Linked DNA regions of Capsicum annuum: region 2 is linked to region 1. Evidence: chromatin contacts called from public Hi-C data. All regions are on one chromosome and are shown on one strand. Each heading gives the region's core, a stretch centred on a gene start, on an enhancer-like site or on the middle of the called end of the contact. The rest is flanking DNA. Distances are from core to core; before and after follow the strand shown.

Region 1 (6,772 bases), core at 2,863-5,362:
TCTCTTTTTCTCTTTTTTTTTTTTTTTCTTTTCCAGCTATTTTTTCTTCTCTTTTTTTTCTTTTTTCCTTTTCCTTTTTTTTTTCTTTTTTGTTCTCATTTTTTCTTTTCCATTTTTTTTCCATTTTTTGTTTTTTCTTTATTTTTTTTCATTTTGTTACATTTTTTTTGTCATTTTCCCCTTTTTTTGTATTTTCTTTTTCATTTTGCTTTGTTCGTTTATTCTTTTTTGTCATTTTTTTAAATATTTTTTTCTCTTATTTTTTTGTTGTATTTTATATTTATTTATATCATACTATATAAATAAATTAGTATATAGTATGATATAAATAAATACCCAACTCATTTAACATAGATAAAACGGACGGATAGCCATATAATTTATCCATTTTGCCACCCCTAATCACAAGAAAAATTAAGTTATAGCCACATTAATATTCTTTATGTAAGCCTCATAGTAGTAGTTAAATACAATACATACCAAGAAACCTCCATGGAAGCTAAGAAAATATGTACTAAAGCCATAAAACCCTTCCACAGGTAGATGACAAAAGGTTATAGCAGCCTACCTGTAATATGTCTTTTGTATTCATATATTTGAGTATCTAAAATCAGTTCTGGCCATATATTATTATATAGTACTTGACAAATCACTTGATCTTCTCATCTCCCAAAAACAGAAGGAATTGATTGGATCCATGTCGTGCTATGACTCTTCACTATACTCATTTACCACAATACTTAATTCCCTTCATAATTCCTCACAACTCTAATTGCTATTTATTTTGCATTTATATGAATCTTATAGTAAAAACTCATGTATATGTTAAATCTTTTTATCAAATAAATTAAGATCAAAGCTCAAAAAAATGAGAAAAAAGATAAATGTCATTGAAGGTCATAGAGAGGTGCCACATCACCTTCTCTATGACCTTCCTTTATATTATATATAGATGTTTATTGATGATTTGGGGTAGTGAAACCACGTATACAAGTTTTACACCAAAAGTAGAAAGTAGAAACACTATGTTTCTCTAAAAAAAAAAAGACATCCAATCATCTATATGCCTTGTCACTATTTCTTTCTGTGAAATATGATTCATGATTATGGAGGATATAATTTGCCAATTTCTTCTATTGATGTGCTGGAATCCATTTTCTTTTATAAGATTGTCACATACTGTTTTTTCTTTTTGTTTCACGACTAACTAATAATGATTTTTCACTCGCCTGAATACAAGATGTATACTGGTAAGTAGACTGCAAAATATATTCGACAAATGTTATCCACTCAACCATACATGTCTATGCATATTGCTATTTTTTTGCTTGAAGTTGCTATTCTTGCTTGTATCTTATGTAGAAGGATGACACTTTCACCCTATAAAGTTCATGATTACTATTTTATTTCCAGATGCTCCGTCGTTGAAGATAATTTCTCAAGCATCATTTTGTAACTATTATGTTTAGCAATGTCTGTAACTTTCCCCTCTCAACTCATAGTGTATTGCTTTCTTTGACATCCTTTTAGGTGGGATAATACAAAGCCAGCCTCAGTTTCAAATCTAATCCTGCTAAGATTCAAGGAGGTATGTTTCTTGGTTCATATTCGCTGCAACTGTAAGTAGACTAAACCATTCAAGATGCTGACGTCATGAAGTAATTGTCTGAACTTCTATTACTTCTCCCACATAATGACTTGTGAAACTGGATACACAAAGGAGGTGCTTGATGTTTAATGAAACTATCGTAATTTTTACTGCATTATCAACTGTAATGGTCTTCTTTTCCTATTCTCTGGTTAAAGGCTGACGAACACGAGTCAAGGTCATTGGAAGATATAAAGGAAGAAGAACCAGAATTTTTTGTTAGGGTGACAACGGTGCTGAAGCGAGCAGAACTGGAGTTTGGCTTTTAAGAGGCACATGTATCCAAACTGCTACAAGTGCAGTCTGATTCAGAGATTTGTTCAGGTATTTATGCTCGGATAGGAACATTTTACTTGGCTCCCTTTGCTAGCAAGTTCCTGTATCACAATAATGCCCAAGATGTCAACGGTGCAAAATTTTGTCTCGCAGGTTCATTAGGATGGTTCAGGAGACCTGAAAATCTCACACTAGCAGAAGTAAAACCCAAAAGCCGTCTGAAGTGAAAATCATCAAGGTTTTGAGTCTTGTTTCTTAGTGATATTTAGAATTCTTTGAGGAGCAAACAACGTGGAAGTCGCTGAACACTTTGACCATAGCAAAAGCTTATTTGGGGGGGGGGGGGGGTTCATTTTGTTGTTCTGGAAGGGTGGAGGGGGTGGGGGTGTGCTAATGGGAATGTAGGATATAGAATTATTTTTACACTTCTATTTTTGGTATAACTGTCCTAAATACCAAATGTCTATCCTCAAAATGAAGGCCAATTGCAAAGAGTTGCATGTTTTGATTTAGGAGACAATCACCTAGATGACACATTCCCCATGTGGTTGGTTGAGAACTCTGTCATAGCTGCAAGTTCTAAGCTTGAGATCTAATAAATTGTATAAGATCCGTTAGAACTTCAAGAATTGAAAACGTGTTTTCACAACTTTGAATTGTAGATCTATCTTACATTGTCTTCTCGACAAACTTACCTTATTAGTTTGTTTTAATTTGAAAGCTATGAGGTCAATTGATCAAACAAGGAGACGGATATCACCAAGATTGGACAACAATTGCAATCAAGAGAGGGGAGCTTGAACTTATTAGAATTTTTGACGGTTTACACCATTATTGATCTTTGAAGTACCAGATTTGGGGCAAATTTCAAATATTATGGGAGGTCTCTTGTATTTCTCGTGTTGAATTTATTTCATACTGAATTGTAAGGTCATACACTATCAACACTCAGAAACTCAAATTGAGGTTAAATCTCTAGTGATGATGGTATATAACCTTGCAACTCATTATGAGATAAGTTCAACACGTGAAGTGCAATGAGATCTCCCATAATGCTTGGAATATGCCCTCAAATTTGTTACTTACAAGTTCAATATTGGTGTAAACAGTCAAAATTACAATTGTTATCCAATTTTGCTAATATCCTTCTTTAAGATACTTTAATGACTTCATTGTTTAATCAGTTGACCTCATGACTTTCAAATGTTGAAACAAACTCGTCGGTAAGTTTCTCGAGAAGACATTGTAACAGAGATCTACGGTTTAAAGTTGGGCAAACATGTTTCCACTTCTTCAAGTTGTAATGGATTCATACAATTTATTTGATCTCAAGCTTAAAACTTGCAGCTCTGGTAGAGTTCTTCCCAACCACATGGGGAATGTGTCATTGAGGTGATTGTCTCCTAAGTCAAGAACTTGCAACTCTGTGCAATTGGTCATCATGTTGCAGATTGTCTCTCCATTGAACAGATTGCAACTTATTTGATCCAGAGTGATGTTTTTGCCATATTAGTGTTGTACTATTACGCTTCTCATTTGTATGATAGAACGTTGTTAGTTGGACCTTTCTGCTCATGACTTACCGAACGAATTCTTACACTCATTGAAACACCATTTAGTAGCCGTTTGGTTATGAAAATTATTTATTTTTTTGAAAAATTATTTTACTTTAGTGAAAATAGTATGTGTTTGGCCATGAGAATTTCAAATTGTATTTGGAAAAGTGAAAACAAGTAAAATTTGTTTTTACTTTTTTCACTTTTATTTCTGTCACAAAATTTAAAATTATATTCATGGTCAAACACAATTTTAACTCTGAAAAATTATGATTTTCATGGTCAAACAGGTCTTTAAAGTTTAAACGCCTTTGACTTCCTGTGTACCTCAAATGGACAATGAAATTGACATATCACTTACATATTTTACTTCAGTTTAAAGTTTTCAATTTATTTTTTTCACTTTACTCTCTCATTATCTATATACTTGGCCATTTATCTCCATTCCGTCCATAACTGTAAGCTACTGTCCTCCATTGATGCCATTAAACCACCACTAGAATACCTCAATATTTCCCAACAGTTTTACAACACACACTTCACCCACTATTCAGATTCCATTATTGGGGTAAAAAAAAGAAGGATTAGGGCTTTTGAGAAAAGAAACAAAACAACTCGATTTCGGATACAATACAACCGAAGCTTCATATTTATTTTTTTAAAAGTTTATTATTGTTTCTGTTATAATTTCTAAATGTAAATATTATATGCACTTGTTTGTGAACTTAGCCGTCTTAATACCACTTAAGTTCGATCAGAGAGGTTTAAAGAGTTGTGTTTCAACTAGTCTAAGTGAGTAGAAGGGTTCAACAGAATCGAAGTATCTCCCAGGTCATTCCACCTTCTAAATTCAGTATACTAGAATCGAAGTTAGTTCATGTTTAAAACCTTCTTCGAGAGTGTCTGCACAGTGAAACATGATCCCTTCCAATGCTGGAAAGCCAAGCAAAGTAATGAACCTGATTGATTATGCTTGAAAAGATTTTTCATTGTCGCATTCCAAATTTTTATGCGAAAGAAAATTCAGTACTTCTTGATCATGAATATTTGAACCGATTGGCTAAATCCTTGTGAGTGCACAAAGAGGACCATTACAACAGGATATCAGGACATGTTCGACATCCATTTGGACGTCACTCACAAAGTTTGTGAGATATTGTTGTCAAACCAAAACTAGGAGCAATAAAGTACTGTTGCCAACTTTTTATCTAGGACCGATATCTTAGGACTCTAGCTTGTTTCATGATGTTCATGTGATTTTGGTAGGGTTTTTGGCAAGAAAATGTGATTGTTGTATTCAAATTAATGAGTGGAAAACTGTCACTGCCTCATATTTTGGTCAAGAGTATCAACTTTTTTGGCCGTCTCAATCATTTTGATCAAAGAGGTCTTCGGATTGTGCTCTGGTATGGGAAAAAAATCTGGTAACGATTGTTTCCCGTGTTAATTGGCCTTACATAACGCATAAGGACCAAACATCTGGTGGGAGACCCCCACCCCTCAAATAAAGCATAAGGACCACATTAAAGCAACTTACATTTTGAAAAGCCTAAGCTATTCATCAACTTTTATAGTTCAATTGTCTACACAAGTATCAAAATTGTTATCTAAAATATCCTTCACATGAAAATATTAGTGGAACAACTGTGAAAACATAAGATATTTCATAATAACTCAGTGAAGCAATGTTTAGCATTAACTCACTCGACGGGAGATGATCACATGGAGTATTTTAGAAGCAAAGAAATGTTTTTTCAAGTGTAGAAAAATTCGTCTTAAACCTGTGGAAAAAATGCAGGTTTATATAGCCATGAAGTGCCCCTTCGGAAAGGAGGCAATGGTTCATTCGGAAAGGTGTATCCTTTGGAACAGTCATGTCTGTCCATTCGAATCATTGCGTCTTTTTCTGAATAGTCATCGCTTTTTCCGAAATAGTGTGTCATTTCCTCGAAGAGTTGCATCCCTTTCGAGGCAGTATTTCGCATGGAGGAACAATTTTTTCTCCTTGGATTTTCGGACTATGTTTCGAATAAATTTTGTCTAAAAAGTCAATCTCATCAATCGATCATTTGCCAAATCCAAATCCAAATCCGAGCCGAGCGACGACGTGAGGCACCTCTTGGTTCTTGCCTCACTATCCATGTGGAGTTTGTATTTCTTAATAAGAACACATGAACGATCGATCATTTGCCAAATCCAAATCCGAGCCGATCGAGCGATAACGGCGCGAGACACCTCTTGGTTCTTGCTTCACTATCCATATGGAGTTTTGTGTTTCTTAAATAAGAACACATGAACGATCGATCATTTGCCAAATCCAAATCCGAGCCGATCGAGCGACAACGGCGCGAGGCACCTCTTGGTTCTTGCCTCACTATTCATATGGAGTTTGTGTTTCTTAAATAAGAACACATGCAAGATACTTTCTCCCACCGATGTGGGAGAACAATCGATCATTTGCCAAATCGAAATCCAAATCCTAGCCGAGCGACGACGCGAGGCAACTCTTGGTTCTTGCCTCACTATCCATGTTGAGTTTGTATTTCTTAATAAGAACACATGAAAGTTCCTTTCTCCCACCAATGTGGGAGAATTAGTAGACTTTCCTTATTGTAAGTATACTTTCCATTTAAGTGTGTTTTCACTTTCCCTTCACTACTTCCCTCCATTTTCCATTCACACTTTTAACTTGAACCCAACAAAAATGTCATAAAAGATTTGAATTTTGTGTATACTTGCAAGGATCTTTTGCCCCTATTTTGTGTTTTTTTTTTTTCAATTTTTGCCTCGAGGCAAAAACTTTTGGGGCAAAGTATATATATTTTTCATATTATAATATCTCGTTAGTTATGTTCCTCGCTTTTAAAGGGCTTAGCTTGTGCCATGTTAGGCATAAGTTCGGTTGTTAAAGGCAAACTTAAGACTAGTTCATTTGAAAGGGAACAATTAAAGAGCAGTTCATTTGAAGGACATGCACAATGTAATTATAATGAGTATAAAAAACGTTGGAATGAATAGACAACGCTTAACAGTCCATGGGTAACGACTGGTGTGTGGGCAGACAATATTAAAAAAATTAATTATTGTATTATTTTGTGAGATAGTGATTGTTTCTTTTTCAGTATTCGTTGTCACGCTTTTTTTAGTATTTTATCTTGACTTCTTTGCTTCCGTTATTTCTTTTTTCAAACTGCTTTGTAGTGTGTTTACTTGAGCCAAAATTCTATCAAAAATGGCTTCTCTACCTTTTAGGGATAGGATGCGTACACATTATCTTCTCCAGACCTAGCTC
Region 2 (6,772 bases), core at 1,729-4,228, 200 kb after region 1:
TCCCGAAGCTGTAGTTATCCATCTCCCTAAAGTAAAATTGGATCAGAACCCCTTTTACTTAAACTAAACTCCTTAAAGCACATCCCTAATAAACCCTTTCATCTAGAAAACATCTGAGCTTCGCACCTAGATTTCACTAATGTTATTCGGCAGCATGGTAAGCTTCAAATAATGTTTTCCTCCCAGTTTCAGAGTTGTTTAAAGGAAATGTGCAACTATGGAATAAATATGGCTTTGGTAATATTTTTTCTAAAAAAAAGGCTCCTAGCCCGAATAGAGGGCCTTCAAAAATCCCCTCACTACCCAACTAGTAGCTTTCTCTATAACCTTGAAGAAACCCTCCAAACTGACTATCAATGTATCCTTATTGTAGAAGAGGACTTTTGGAAACTAAAATCTAGAATTCTATAGTTAAATAACGTGACTTTAACACTAAGTTTACACTAAGTTTATCCATATGTCGACACTCCAAAAGAGAAGAATGAACTGTATTACTTGCCTTAGGGATAGTGTGGGTAACTGGTTAAATGAATATCATCTCATTAAGGACCATATCCTAGATTTCTATACATATCCTTACTCTACTGACCTTACCACCTCCAATTGGTCACATACCTTAGCTAGCTTTTGCTTTGTGCCTCAGTATATTGGTCCTACCTTATCATCTCCTTTAGACCACAAAGAGGTAATTGATGCAATTTTTTTCTTTAAACCTCTCAAAGCACCAGACCCAGATGGCTTACACTTTTTTTATCAGTAATTATTACATTTAGTGGGTGAATTTATCATCAACTTTTGTGGTCAGGTTTTCTCAAACTACTGCATTCCTGAGAAAATAACTATGACCTACTTGTATTTAATCCCTAAGGTCTCGGGAGCATCTACTATCTCCTAATTTCGACCTATAAGACTTTGCAATACCATTTATAAAATAGTTACTAAAATTATAGTAAATAGAATCAAGCCTTTGCTCCCTCAAATAATAGGTCCCACGCAAGCTAGCTTCCTAACAAATAGATATGCAGTTGATAATGCCATAGTAGTGCAACAACTTCTCCCTTACTTTAAGCATACTAAAGGAAGGGATTCTCATGTCCTCATCAAAATAGACTTAGAAAAATCCTTCGATCGATTAGTGGTCCTTTATATATGAAATCCTCCTCTACTTTAAGTTCCTGTATGAACTAGTTAACTTGATCATGTCTTGTGTTACCACGTCCGTAATTTTTATTCTCCTTAATGGGAACACTTTACCTTTCTTCTACCCTACAAGAGGAATTTGGCAAGGCGATCCTTTGTCACCTTACATTTTCATCCTGTGTATGTAAAGATTATCGAGAGCAATAGACTAGCAGGTAAACATTAGGCTATGGACACCTACCAAAATTTCTGCAAAGGGACCTCCAATATCCAACCTCTTATTTGCAGATAACATTATCATTTGTAGTAAGATGAAGGACCAATCCAGTTAGAATATTGTACAGACCCTTTCCAGGTTTAGTGCAACTTTGGGGCAAAAAATTAATAATGCTAATTCTAGATTATTTTTCTCAGCAAACACCCCTGAGAGAATTAAGCAACATGTCTATTCTTTAATTGGGATCATGGAAGGGATTAACTTGGGTAGATATTTAGGTTTCCCGATAACTAATTCCAAACCTATTATGGGAGACTATCAATTCCTGATTAATAACTTCAAATGTCGCCTAACGGGCTGGAAAAGCAAATTTCTTACCATTGTAAGATGTTTGACTCTTATCAAATCGGTGCTTAATACCTTACTAAATCATATAATGTAAATCAACATATTACCTATTCAAGTTATTAGGAAAATGGAAAAATATGAAAGAGATTTTCTTTAGGGAACTATTGAATCCCACAAGAAAATAAATCTTGTAAAATAGTCCACTACAATGAAGTCTAAGAAAGATGGGGGCTTAGACATCCAAAGTTTAACGAATAAGAATAATGCCTTGCTAGCCTTTACTGCATGAAGATTATTTCATGCACAAAACTCAATTTGGGCATCTATTCTGCGGAATAAATACCTAAAACTTTTGCCCACCTCAGTTTTCACATCTACAACGTGGAAGAACCTTATAATGGGATAGAAATACTGCCAAAAGGGGATCATTTGGCAACCTACTAATGAGAGACATATCAACTTTTGGAATCAACCTTGGATAAAATCAGTGACCACTCTAAGATCCATGATTCATGAGCCCCTAACCCAGTTTGAAGAATTTAAACATATTTACGATAATAGAATTAATAACTCTTGGAATTTGTCATGACTTCCTTTTATTCTCCCTCAGACAATTGTCAGCCAAATATTAGCTCTGCATTTTCCTATCTTTACAAACGCCTATGACCATATTAAATGGGGACTTACCCCCCGCATGTAAATTTACAGTCCTATCTTATTACAACCACATGAACCCAAAGAACGAAGATTCCACAACTCCAGGGGACTTTAATTAGATTTGAAATTTAAATATTCCTCCTAAAATTAAATTCTTTCTGTGGTTGTTAACATTAAATCGGCTCCCAACATCTTCATATTTGCACCATATTTCCCCAATTTGCAAGCTTTGTCAACATGTCATGCCCAAAATAATATCCCACTTATTCTCATCATACACTGGCCTTGACCACTTCAGGGAAAAGTTATTTATAACATTACACACAGGGTCATCACTGCTACCCCCTCCCCCCCCTTAAAAAAAAACTCTAATGCTACTCTTATCACTTGGCTAAGAGTTAACTTCCAAAAACAAATAAATACCTCATCCATGCGACCATTGAATGTCTTACTTTGTTACTTCTTTTGGGTTATTTGGACCCACCATAACAAACGTATATTTGAGGGAAAATTGTTGCACCATCACCAAGCTTTGCTATAAACTCAGCTATCAAATATTGGTATCTAGCGGGGAACGCTAAACACTAATGTTGCTTTGTATTTTAAGCCTAAAATTAGCAGATTAGGTGGGGGGTTTTCGTAATTCCATGGGGAATTGAGTAATGGGGTTCATTGCTTATACACCTGCTCAAGATATTACTCAACTTGAAATTTTAGCTCTATTTACAGGTTTGCAAATCACCATGAAGCATAATCTGATACCTTTAGAAATAAATGTGGATGCGGAGCAAGTAGCTGCTATGCTAAGAGATGCAAATAAATACACTGACAGCTCTACACTTTTGTCTAATTGCAGGTACCTTCTTCTACAGCTGGGTAGTCTAACGCTTATCTATATCTACAGAGAGCAGAATAGGCTAGCTGATAGTCTAGCAAGAGAGTCATCTCTACTGTACAACTATCCAGTTTATCTACTAGTACTCCAGCCTTGGATGCTACTACTACTTTTTGGTCGCCTTCTCATGACTTGATGAATGTTTTGGAAGCTGATAAACGAGGATATTATGCTACTAGATGTCTGAAAACTATGGGAGTTTTACCACCTAGTTCATCTGTAAATATTCCTACTAGTACTATTTTAAACTCTAATGGATGGTCTGGAAATATTGCACAAAGTGCAGGTACCATGGTGGTTGTGCTACTAAACTCCTCTCTGTAGTTTTTTGTTATAATGCTAATATAATTATTCTAGTTACTAAAAAAAAACATGGACTAGAAATATATGTATTAGCAATTGTAGAGTATCTAAATGTAAAAACACTCTTATAAAATGTATTTTCCTATGGTTGTGCGTGTGTTAGCCAGATATATTATATACATGCGTACACTTATTAACTGTGTGGATTTAATGTATTTCACTATTATTACATGAGCATATATAATTTATTCCGCTACAAAAATGTTATACTCCCTTTATTTCAAATTGATTGATCTATTTTAATTAACATAGAATTTAAGAAAATAAAGAAGATTTTTAAATTTTGTGATCTTAAATTAAAGATTTATTAATGTATTAGAATGTCTTTAATCTTATGATCTTAAACATGTGATGTTCTGTGATAAGTTGAAATTGAAAGTTGATAAAGAGGAAAAGAGTACCATTATTCTTTTTGAAATAGACTAAAAGAAAAACTTATCAAATAAATTAAAATGGAGAGGGGATTGTATATGCATGCGAGCGGATTACAGAGTATTTCACTATTGTTATCTGTGCGAATACAATATAGTCTGAGTTACATTTTGGAATCAAATTAAGGGAAAAGGACATTCTGTAGCACTTTTTAAAATAAATATTCTAAGTTTGATATTTTTCTAAAAAGTAGTCAGTCGGCTATACTATTTCTACTTTATAGTCATTTCCTAATTTGGGTCATTTTGGCCCATGTAGTTCAGATACAGTCCATATACAATATTGATACAGTCCATATACAATACTAATATACTTTTCAACTTGGGTCATTCGGCCCTTTTAAAAATATTTCAGTGTTTTTTGCTATAAATTTTTTAACTGAAAAAATATTCTGTTTTTTTTAATCATTTAAAAATAAGAATTAAATATAATTATATAAAAACGATATAATAGTTATATAAAATATATATCTATATAAGATATATGTATAGAAATTGTATAGTTCTATCAAATATGTATATGTATAAAATATATAGAAAGAATATATAGAAAGTGTATGAAAATTATATAACTATTGTATAAAATGCGTAAAAATAATGTACAATTATTGTATAAATTGAGTATCGAAACTGTATGATTTTCGTATAGAATATTTATATGTGTAAGATATATATAGAAACTGTATAGAAGGTGTGTAGAAATGCTATAGAACAAGTCAGCAAATTGAAATGGCTAGAAAGTGGAATTTAAATTCCATGGCCATTTTCGTGGAAATAATTCAATTTGAAGTGTCGTTTTTTTATTTCCCCTCAAATTAATCCATCTACACTTCATAATTATGTAAAATCTCACTAATTTTTCATAAATTGAATACAGACAATTCTCCATTTTAATTTGTTTGTCCTATTTTTACTTGACACCAAGTTTAAAAAGATAATTAACACTTTTGAATTTTATAATATTAAATATCAAATATAACAAAATGTTCTTTAATCTTATAGTCTTAATTGTGTCACGTAAAAAGTCAAAAGCTAACGTGTTGCTGGTCACACCCCTTTTTTACTAAAAAGATATGATTTTAGGTTTGAAAGAGTTTTTATTATTAAGTGACAAAAGATAGAATTTATTTCGAAAATAATTCTTTTTATTTGAACTCAGAGTCACTTGATATAAATCTTGTGTGCAAGTCACCATTGAAAATCTTTTTTTAAAATGGTTTGACTCTTTAAAACTGATCCACGAACAAAGATTCTGGTTAAGGAATTTTGTTGACTAAGGGAAAGGTGTTAGGCACCTCTCAGTCCCGTGGTTCGACCACAGTCTCTTTATGGAGTATATCATCTAGTACGACACTATGAAGTGAATAAACCACACAAACCAAACAAACAAATATCCAAAAGTTAATGTCCAATTCAAATTATACAGTTCAAAAATCAAAAATATGAAAATGCAAAACCTACTCTATTCTAAACTAATCCTAAACTAACTCTACTCGATGTCCGGACCTTGATCAAGTGTCGTCTTCAAGTACAAATTTCTCAGAACATTCCCCGAATAAAACAATATAGATACCTTGGGGCATTCATCGGCCAAATGAGTACAATTGAGTCAAATGCGATAAAACACAACTATTCAACACACATTTCAAACATTCCATCAATCCATAATCCCTAAATTTGCGTAACCAACCTATCGTTTGCCGACCCATTTGATGGCCTAATCATGATACTATCACGTTTAATATGAATATTTGTTTCAAAATAAACCAACAACAATAAATCAAGATTAATCAATATACATTTTATCAATTTTCAATCTCCAACCCCAAATTAAACAATCTTAATTCTCAAGTGGGATATCCCTTCATCACGTAGTTCATAACCAAAGAATTGACAATGAATCAACATAAACAATTGTCACCGACAACAAAGATCAACCAACACACAAACATTCAATCTTAAACACTAAATATCATAGACAACGAAATACAAAGAGAAAGGGAAAAGAATTGGACCTCAATTGACAATTGAAAATCGAGTATCACTCAATCGAATGGATAGAATCCATGTTGAAGAACCCTGTACCGGCCTCAACAAACAAACGAACCAACTCAAATTGGGATACACACCCCGGAAAGATTTTAAAACCAACAAAACACCCCAAAATACCCAAAATCAACCGGTATCGAGAATTATAAACCTGAGCAGAATTCAAATCTGACTGAAAGACATCGATACAAACCTCAAACTACGATTTCCAACTTACCTTAGATGAATCCCACCAGAGAACGGAGCTAGGATATTGTTTTTACCTAGGCGGAGGTTTGATAGCCCCAGCATTCATAAAAAGGGTATTTCTCCGGCTAACTTTCATCGGATAAACCAGAGAACAGGGAAGGGTGTAGGGATTTATGGGTACAAGTGATTGAAAAACTCTTATTCCGACAAAAAAAACTTGCCAAAAACCCCCAAACGCAACCGACTTCTTCTTGTGTTCTCTTTTTTTACCTCTCCTTTCCATGATTTGCCTCTTTTTCGTGAGTGCGTGTGTATTTTGTATATATAAGAGGGTGTGTGCATAAATGGCATATGATTTTTGTTACTGTGTGTGTTTTTGGTGTGCTGTATGTGTAGAGTGAGAAAGATCCCTCAATTATGTAGCTTTGTATGTGTATATATTGTATTCTGTTACCGGGATGAATGGGAGAAAATATGAGTTTG

The links. A called contact is a pair of places that touch in the nucleus more often than the background predicts.
Region 2: a Hi-C map of leaf shows a contact between it and region 1, with 4 times the contacts expected there. The contact joins two enhancer-like sites. A contact is called at or near these places in 4 of 5 Hi-C or Micro-C datasets (leaf, pericarp and placenta).

What each region holds. Positions count from the first base shown.
Region 1 is chr5:177,550,064-177,556,835 of UCD10Xv1.1, forward strand. LOC107870962 (tRNA threonylcarbamoyladenosine dehydratase) reads left to right here. Exons shown (of 12, transcript XM_016717682.2): 10 at 1,531-1,588; 11 at 1,807-1,972; 12 at 2,078-3,499. The coding sequence ends at 1,917. Among protein-coding and RNA genes, the nearest start is that of LOC107870962, 14 kb to the left of the region's middle. Within about 2 kb of position 4,113, at least 4 of the 5 cell types and tissues checked have an H3K27ac peak or open chromatin away from gene starts, as enhancers often do. A contact at or near this core is called in leaf, where this site is marked.
Region 2 is chr5:177,749,088-177,755,859 of UCD10Xv1.1, forward strand. No RefSeq gene overlaps it. Among protein-coding and RNA genes, the nearest start is that of LOC124898560, 19 kb to the left of the region's middle. Within about 2 kb of position 2,979, at least 1 of the 5 cell types and tissues checked has an H3K27ac peak or open chromatin away from gene starts, as enhancers often do. A contact at or near this core is called in leaf, where this site is marked.